2 separate regions of the Mus musculus genome follow, and region 1 is linked to region 2. A link is a contact called in public HiChIP or PLAC-seq data. All regions are on one chromosome and are shown on one strand. Each heading gives the region's core, a stretch centred on a gene start, on an enhancer-like site or on the middle of the called end of the contact. The rest is flanking DNA. Distances are from core to core; before and after follow the strand shown.

Region 1 (4,795 bases), core at 1,012-3,511, 39 kb before region 2:
GGATCTGGAAGTAGGGGCATTTCCTTTTTGGTGGGAAGGTGAAGCCCCTGGCATTACACTATCTAGTCTTTCACTTTATCTGCAGCTGTCTAAGGCTCCAGTGTGAGACCGTGAGACCATTGTTAACTATCATCCTCAATATGAATTATTTGGTCAAAACTGAGGTGGGATTATACATATTTACAGCCAGGTTGCATTCTTCAAGAAAACAGTAAGGCTGGGCACTATCTAGCACACGCCCCTCCCTAAGGCAGTCCCTGGACTTTCCATAGTGCTTCAAGTTTAGCAGTCTTAGAAGAATGAAGCTGAGGTCTATGGGGTATGGGAGAAGAAAGGGCTAGAATGTAAATCAATAACAATAAGAGTATTTACCTAACATTCACAAGGCTCTGAGTTCAAGCCCTAGGGGATGGGGAGGTACAGCCACAGGGGATCAGGTATGAATGCTATCCAAGACTCCCCAAAGGAGTCATAGCTTGTTCTGGGCCATTATCAGAGCTGCTCCTTGACTCAGCTGCCTAATCTTTGACCCAAGTCAGTGCAGTCTCTGCCCACTCCCATGTCCTCAAAGACACACAATACCCTCTGGAAAGTAACACTGATATTGTGTAATGAAAATAAAACAGTAACTACAGCTACTATTAATGGGAACTTACAGTGTCTCAACCACAGCAATCTGGGTTAGAGGTGACATGTAGTTAAGTAGGGTGCTTGCCCAGCCTGTGTGAGACCCTAGCATTGATCCCTAGTGTTGGGGTGAGAGCTCGTTTGTTTGTTTGTTTGTTTGTTTTTTGAGACAAGGTTTCTCTGTATAGCCCTGGCTGTCCTGGAACTCACTTTGTAGATCAGGCTGGCCTCGAACTCAGAAATCTGCCTGCCTCTGCCTCCTGAGTGCTGGGATTAAAGGCATGCGCCACCACGCCTGGCGAAAGCTCATTTTTGTAGATAAGGAAACTGAGAAATTATCCAACATGACCAAAGTCCTGTGAGTACATGTTAGAGATATTTCTCTTTTTTGTTTTTTGTTTATTTGTTTGTTTGTTTGTTTCCAAGACAGGGTTTCTCTGTGTAGCCTTGGCTGTCCTGGAACTCACTTTGTAGACCAGGCTGTCCTGGAACTCAGAAATCTGCCTGCCTCTGCCTCCTGAGTGCTGGGGTTAAAGGCATGACCCACCACGCCCAGCCCAGAGATATTTCTAACCCAGGGCTGCTTAGCTCTGGAATCCATGTTCTTCTGATCACTGGTCAGAGGAAGAGGCCCTGACCTCGACAAGCCTCCTTGTCTAAGTCTTGTCCCCCTATGGCAGCCTTCTGTCACTTCCTGACAAATTTCTGGGCATGTTGTCCTTCCCAAATGTCTTCCCAACACAATTGTTCCGAGTCTGGCTTGCTTCTTCTCTCAGGTTTGCTCCCTCATTTTGCCCTTTCAATGTCCTATAACCTTGCTTCAAGGACCTTCCAGCTGAAGTCTCACAAGACTTCCAGTTTCCTCATTCTAGTGATCTCACGAATCTTGAGTTCCCCTGGCTGATATCTTTAGGAAGGTATCAACTTCTTTATATCTTTAGGAAGAACAACCCTGGGCTGTTCTTGGAGACCTACTAAGGCAATGAGCAATAGTTCCTTTCAGGAACAACAAACAAAACACAGTAGTTTTCTAATCCCTCCAAATCTCACTTAGAAGTAGAATTGAAGAGTCAGGTGAAGTGCAGATTGCCAGATACAGAGAAATGTAAACGCTTGCTCTTCTATCAATTTCTCCGCCCCATTTGGGGATTGAAAATCTGTAACTGAAAATATTTTAATATTAAAATAATAAGATAAATTGAAATTATGTATCTTTTCTCATCATAATGCAATAAAACTTAAAGAAAAATAAATAAATAAAACGTTAACAGAGCCCGTTCTTGAACACAAACTTCTGAATTGTAAAAAAAAAAAAGTACCAGGCCAAGAAAATTCCGTCTGTTGAGAAAGGATTGGGGCTCCTCCCCCACACGGGCAGTCCTTAGGCTCTAAGGTCGCGGGAAGAGAGCGCCTGGCACAGAGTGAAGGTGGCTATTGTTACTTCCCGGGCCCCGGAAGGGGTGGCTAGTTGCCCAAGGGTGTGACCTGGTCCAAGGCCCTGTGAAGGAACTGCCCTTCGTCCCCACTGTACTCCGGGAGACAGGTTCTGGACCGGAGGGAGTGTCAAAGGCGGAGTCTCAGGCTCCACCCTGACCTCCTGGTCCGCCCCGCACAGCGTCCGCGTGGTTCTCATACAATTTACCCTGCAGAGCCTGTGGTCCTCAGCCGGCTTCTGGTTGAGGTGGCCCTGCCGAGAGGGTCAGTCCCCCAAAGTTTGACTTCGCGACCTCTGCCCAGAAAAGACCAAGAAACACGATCTTCGGATACACCAGGACTCCGCCGGCTTCCAACTACTAGTCCTGGACCAAGAGTCTTGGAGTTCTAAACAAGTGAGCGGTCCCAGAAGAACAGATCCGGGTGGCCGGCAATTGGGCTCGCCATGACTGCGCCCGCCCGTCGCCTGTGTCACATCGCTTTCCATGTACCAGCTGGGCAGCCCCTAGCGAGGGACCTACATCGTGTCTTCGGCTTCCAGCCCCTGGCGGTGAGGGAAGCAGGCGGCTGGAGACAGCTGGCCCTGCGCAGCGGGGACGCTGTCTTTCTAGTGAATGAGGGTACCGGGCCCCAGGAGCCACTGTACAGCCTGGACCCGCATCATTCGGTGCCCAGTGCCACGAACCTGTGCTTCGACGTGGAGGATGTGGACGGCGCCGCCCGCGCGCTGGCGGCTCGCGGCTGCATCATGCCGGTACCACCCACTAGGGTGAGAGATGCACAGGGCACAGCCACCTACACAGTGCTCAGCTCTCCGGCTGGTAATCTAAGCCTTACGTTGCTGCAGCGTGCTGGCTATCGCGGATCCTTCCTGCCCGGGTTCAGACCTCTGCCTTGCACACCTGGCCCAGGTTGGGTCAGCCACGTGGACCACTTGACCTTGGCCTGCACCTCCGGCAGCTCCCCTATGCTTATGCGCTGGTTCCACGACTGCCTAGGCTTTCATCACTTGCCGCTGAGCCCAGGTGAGGATCCGGAGATGGGCCTCAAGGTGGCTGCAGGGTCTGGGCGAGGGGGACTACGGCTTACTGCCTTGCAGACTCCGCCGAATAATACTGTCCCCACCCTCGTGCTGGCGGAGTCCCTACCGGGACTCAACAGCAAACAGGACCAGGTAGAGCAATTTCTAACCCGGCATGGGGGGCCAGGCCTGCAGCACGTAGGACTGTACACTCCTAACATCATAGATGCTTCTGAGGGAATGGCGAAGGCGGGATGCCGGCTTCTGACTCCTCCTGAAGCTTATTACCAGCAGCCCGGCAAAGAAGAACAAATTCTAGCCGCAGGGCACAAGCCTGGCCTTCTAGAACGGCAGGGAATCCTGCTGGATGGTGATAAAGACGAATTTTTGCTTCAGGTCTTCACCAAGTCCCTCTTCGCCGAAGACACTTTCTTCCTGGAGCTGATTCAGAGACAGGGGGCCACAGGCTTTGGCCAGAACAACATCAGGGCACTATGGCAGTCGGTGCAAGAGGAAGCAGCCAGGGCCCAGGGAGCCTAACCCAGGCTAGGCCTGGGAGTTGCCACTTGTCCTTGGTGCTCCTTGCCTGTTGGAACTGACACACGCCAGCAGGAGCTGGACCACACCTCCACAGAACTACACCCAGATAGAAAGGCTCTAGTTCCCTCAGGGTCAGGTGTGATCTTCATCCCAAACAGTATCTGAGATGGGATTTAGAACAGCAAGAACCCCTAAAATGTCTAGGTAATATCAATAAAGGAATCCGGTCGTAAGGCAACCACACTCCTGAGCCTCTGTGTCTTCCTGCATTTCCCTCCCACCCACCCTTCAAGTTTTGTGACTGTTAGTCCTTTTACTTTCTGAAGTTTCATTACAGGTGAAATGTACCCTGAATGAATGATTCTGTTGTTGAGGAAGGAATTTGATACAAATCTTCCTTTGTGCTGACCTCTCTAGGGAGCACCTGTTGCAGGTGCAGACTAAGAGGCCAGCATAGCTCAGCCGCCTGGGTAAGGTGATGTCTAGTTCCAATCAGAGCTGACCTGAGACCCAGATGGGAGTGATGGATGTCAGGCACTTGACAGCTGCTCCCTCCAGCTGCCCTTGCTCTTTTTCGAGGGAGAACATCTGGTCAGGGTGCCTCTAGCCTCCAGAACTGTCAGCCAGAGGAAGTCAGACCCGAGCTGACTTTACCATCTTCTGAGTCTCTCAAACTTAAGAGGCTAGAGAAAGCCCAGAAAGTTCTCCAAAGGACTACAAAAATAAGCACTTTATTAGACTGGATTTTGGGTAGGGAATCCCAGTATCACTGGGTAGTACTGTTGGGTTTGTCTGTGGGGATATGACGCTGAAAGAAAGTATCCAGGACTTGCTGTCCCAGGCTGGGTTTTTTCCTGCTTGATGGAGGACACACCTGGGACCTTTTTGAACCCTGTGCAAAATTCAAAGGTGGGAGGTAATGAGTACACCAGGGACTCTTCTACCCACTGGGGTAGGGAGAAATTTCCAACTGCCTTCAAGTATCAACCTCTTCAATCGACTCCCTAAAAGGTACCCAAGAAAATTTTGCTAAGATACAAAGCTGGGCTGGGGACATAGCTGGGTTGATGGAAGGCTTGCCTAACACACACAGAACCCTAGGTTTGAGTGCAGTGGGCGTGTGCCTAGATCCCATGGTGAAGGAGGATTACAAGTTCAAGGCCATCTTCAGCT
Region 2 (4,493 bases), core at 13-2,512:
AGGGGACAGCTGGGCAAAACGCAAGCCTAACAAGTTAGTCATAACGACCTCCCAAAACAAAGACATGATTGTGAAGTAGGCATAACAACCTTTTAAAACAAAGATAGGATTCCAAGATGGTTATAAACTTTTTAAAACAAGACATGTTGGCTATTTCCTGGAACAGGCAGTACAGAACCATTTGTACTTAAGGTTACTAGTGGGGCACACATAGCCCAATCCCTGAGAAACAGGTTTAATGGTAAACAGGAATGAACCTAGTTTGTCTTTACTATAAGATGGCTTTTAAACTGGGTGGCGCACACCTTTAAGCCCAGCACTTGGAAAGCAGAGGCAGGAGGATCTCTCTGAGTTCAAGGCCAACCTGGCCTACAGAGCTAGTCCCAGGACAGCTGCGACTACACAGAGGAATCCTGACTCAGACAACAACAACAACAAAAGATGGCTTATAAGCAGGATCAGCTCATCTAAAGCATCCTAACTTCCCAAGCACACTATGATCTCACCAACTGAAATCCTACCCAAAGCACCCCAAGAGGCACCCTGAGATCTAATCTCAATTCCTTAGCAAGTCTTTGAGGATACAACTTCAGAACCCACCAAAATGGTATATATGGCTATTGTAAATACAATAGTGTGATTCTCTAACCTTCTTTCTCCTATCTCCCTATTAACACCCCCCTCCCCCTTGCTTAAGCCTATGCTAAGATCTCCTTTTAATAAACTCCAACTTTGCTTCATACTGGCTCTTCCTAAAATCCTTTCTGAAGTTAAGTCAAGAATCCTGATTTCACCTGATAATCTTTTATTAAGAAACTCAGGATGCAAAGGGAGACAGTGTGGAGCTGCATCTCCAGCCCCCGGCCCTCCCAGCCCCCCAACTATGACTGAGAATAGGCGTGTTAGCCAAGGAAAAAGAGTCAAAGGCAACTCAGGAATCTCCAGACTGAGACGTTCAGAGCAGCAACAGAAAGACAGCCCAGGATCCTATCTGACCTACTGTGTCAGCAGTAAATGAAAAACTAGTATTGCTGTCAAAATAGCCAAATACAGGCTTGTTGGACCCCTGCTCTTTGGATGGGTCTTCTAAAGAGAGGGGCCTGAGTGCCGGCCTACTTTTCACTGTAGCCTAACAATGCTTTTGTGCTAGCCACTGGATGCTTGTTGGTCAGCTCTCAGCACAAAGGCTAGCAGACATCCCACCCCGCTGGCTTGCTTTAAAGAAGAAAAGAAAGCTTTGTTACTGGCTTGGGTAATTCCAGGACAGGCGCCCCAGGAGCGCCCTGTGGGAGGCTTATGCTCCAAAGGAGCCTCCTGTTCTCAGCTGGAGCATCCATAGCCAGTGGGAAAGCATACATGGGCACATCCGCTGAGACCTGTTTGCCACTGTTCAACGGCCGCTCCAGGAGATTCACTAAAGCCGGCTTGATCGGAGTCAAGAAAGAGAGGACACTAGCTCTGGCTACAAAATAGCTTTTACTAACCCATAACATATTCAGAATAAGTGTTTGAACTTGCTCTGCTTTCCCATATCCTTCTCTTTGTGCAATTTTTATTTGTCCTTCCAAGCTGGCTGGGGCCTTTTCCTGATACTCTTATCTCGTATTTAGTGCCATTTCTGTATCTTGGACATATTTCTACTCCTGCTAAGCACAGTAAAAATCTAATGGTAGAGACCAATTATTTCTGAACTTTCAAACCCAAGGCAAGCAGCGGAGGTGCCTATTTAACAGGATCCAGAAAGATAAACAATGTGACTTTAAATTTTGTTTTGGAAAATGGGTTTTGCTCTACAGCCCTGGGCTTGCTTGGAACTCACTACATACCCAGGACTGGCTATAGTGATCCTGTTATCAAAGCTGTTAGGGTCAGGCCCTAGCAGCTCCAATAACCTAGGATTGACCACCAGTCCTCAATAAAACAGTGAATAGCCAAGAAGAGAGACTTCTTCAAAGTGGCCACGCTGGGAAGAGGAACAAAGAGGTTCAATGACCCTACACACCATTTCCTCCTTTGCCACCCCACTCCCACCACCTCAAGTCCATCTTCTGGTCCTAATATGTGGTTTAGGTTGAAATGAAGGCAGAAGGTATGCAGTCCTGGCCAAGGCACAGTCATACCCACTGGTGACCCACAATGTCTCAGCTCCAGTCTCTACTGCCAGGTGGTTAACAAGTCAGAACTCTCTAGTCTCTTGGGAAACCAGTTCCTCATCCGATGGCACAGAGCTTCTGCCATTTGCTTCTCACAGCAAGAAATTCCTGGGGGCCCAGTGCCTCAATAGTCTTAAAACCATAGGGAGGGGCACAAGTGTCTCTCCTTGAATATCTTTGCTACTAACAAAATAATTACAATCCATTAGCCTCAGGCTCCCAAGAACTAAGATCACAGGTTTGAGCCTCTTTGCCTATATAAATTCACCAATAAACTGTTGAATAAAAAAATTAAATGCACTTAAGTAAAATAGAAGCGGGGGCTAGAGAGATTACTCAGTTCTTAGAACACTAATTGCTCTCTCCCAGAGGACTCATTTGGTTCCCAGAACCAATGTCTGATGAATCACAACTGCCTCTAACTCCAGCTCCAAGGATCCAGCCTTCTTTTGGGCTCTGTGGGCATCCTAACTAACCTATCTGGCATGGATAAACAAGGAAACAAAAATAACAATTTAAAAATAAATGAATAAGCTGTCACTGTCTGCAACACCACAAGGCTTGGGGACCATCACTGAACAGAGGGTGGAAAGACTGTAAGAGCCTAGAGCCATGAGAACTGGAACAAGCCAGTGTCTTTTAGACACAACAGGAATGCTTTGCTCCAGCAGTCACACAAACTGTGGTGCCTCCAAGAACCAGATCAAGCCAGTTAACACTTTAATAATGTGGAGGGAGGAGGGGCTCCTGAGCCCACACCCCTAACTGAGGAACTACTGAAGGTTGATGGCTTCTGGCGGAGAACAGGCAGTTTTTCTTGAAGGGTGTGGCCCTGGTAAATCTGTATTTTAGCAATGGCTCAACGTCTAGGATTAAATGGTTATTATAAATTGTTGAAAATTGTACATATTAACCAAGAATTATTCAATGAGCCTACTCTGGTTAGGGTGTTCTTATCCTAGTCCCATGATTTAAATGTCTCCATTACTGTTTGGAAAATGAGAAACCATTCTAATTATGCCTTTGAGTTCCTGCCATCTTGCCAACCTTCCCACTAAGTGAAAGCCCTCCCACCCAGAGAGAGTGACCTGCACTTCTGTGTACAGCACATCTGGAACCTCACCTGCAGGTTTAGTTCCCTCTTGGCCAGGACTATCTGCATATGGCAATCACATCTCTTTCTCAGTTGATATTTTTCCCCATAGTGCTCTAGAAATAAACTTGTCAGATTCTATATAAACTCAAATTTTATTGCTTGACTTTTAATAATGCAGAGTTTGTCAAATTCAATGCTAAATAAAGTAAAAGTCAATGAATGGTCTAAAAACAAGACATGAGATTGAGAAGTGTAGAGAAATGGGGGGAGGAGCTGGGAGGAGCTATGTTGAGAAGTAACTATGATCGAAATACATTGTATGAAATCCTCAAAGAATAAAAAAAATGAAATAAATTGAAGCAGTTTTAAAGTATTTTGTTTTTTTTTGTTTTTTGGAGACAGGGTTTCTCTGTGTAGCCCTGTCTGTCCTGGAACTCACTTTGTAGACCAGGCTGGCTTCGAACTCAGAAATCCTTCTGCCTTTCTGCCTCCTAAATGCTGGGATTAAAGGTGTGCCCTACCACGCCCGGCTAGGACAATAGATTTTTAAAAAAACTTTTGAGTCTATTAACTTAGCAGGCAAATAGCTTCTACCAATCCAAGAGCTCAGACAGCATCTTGACCCTAGAGCAAAGCCTCCCTCTTCCCTCAATGTCCCTACCTATGATACACCCAAAAATGTATTTTAAACTGGTCTTGATTTATGATTGTCTTTGTTCTGTAAAACTATAAAAACTTTGTGAAAATGCTTCCAGGCTAGGACATAGAATTTAGGGTAACATAAAACATGTTTCTGAGCCATGGTCACTCAAAATGGCTCCAAAATAAACTATCCCTTATGGTGAGAACTGTGGGTTGATTGTTTATTTGTTTGTTTGTTTGAACAACCAAAATAATTAAATGTAAATAAAATAAAGTTGGGGGCCAGAAAGATGACTCGGTAGACAAAAATGAACAAACTTATACATTTTGTACAAACCTGAGTACTTGAGTTCAATCCCTGGAGCCTACATGGTGGAAGAAGGAAAGTAACTCCTGAGAGTTGTCTTCTGACCGCCACATGTGCCATGGCACTCGACTGTACATGCACACACAAACACACCAAATAGATGTAATAAAACAAGAACAGCTCCATCCAACTATGTACTTGGTCTAAAATACTTTTTCTGAGCAAAAATTAAGAGCCCAGTCTTGGGGATCTACTAGTCAGGAAGCAGAGGCAGGCTGAGTTTCAGGACAGCCAG

Evidence for each region. HiChIP or PLAC-seq counts read pairs in DNA pulled down with a chosen protein or histone mark.
Region 1: a contact with region 2 is called in an H3K27ac HiChIP or PLAC-seq map of embryonic stem cells, with 8 read pairs. The contact joins the promoter of Hpdl here to the enhancer-like site in region 2. A contact is called at or near these places in 1 of 39 promoter capture datasets (macrophages), 1 of 15 datasets of contacts at CTCF or cohesin (the NIH/3T3 cell line), 3 of 484 Hi-C or Micro-C datasets (the N1E-115 cell line, granulosa cells and liver), 3 of 115 datasets of contacts at active chromatin or transcription factors (all in embryonic stem cells) and 3 of 9 other capture datasets (adipose tissue, liver and pancreatic islet).

The regions. Positions count from the first base shown.
Region 1 is chr4:116,818,974-116,823,768 of GRCm38.p6, reverse strand. It overlaps Hpdl (4-hydroxyphenylpyruvate dioxygenase-like), which reads left to right and starts at 2,261. Exons shown (of 1, transcript NM_146256.3): 1 at 2,261-3,862. The coding sequence starts at 2,507. The coding sequence ends at 3,622. It overlaps Mutyh (mutY DNA glycosylase), which reads right to left. Exons shown (of 16, transcript NM_133250.2): 16 at 4,338-4,514. The coding sequence ends at 4,389.
Region 2 is chr4:116,779,105-116,783,597 of GRCm38.p6, reverse strand. The region is part of intron 4 of Tesk2 (testis-specific kinase 2); the gene reads right to left. Among named protein-coding and RNA genes, the nearest start is that of Toe1, 26 kb to the left of the region's middle. Within about 2 kb of position 1,262, at least 64 of the 459 cell types and tissues checked have an H3K27ac peak or open chromatin away from gene starts, as enhancers often do. A contact at or near this core is called in embryonic stem cells, where this site is marked.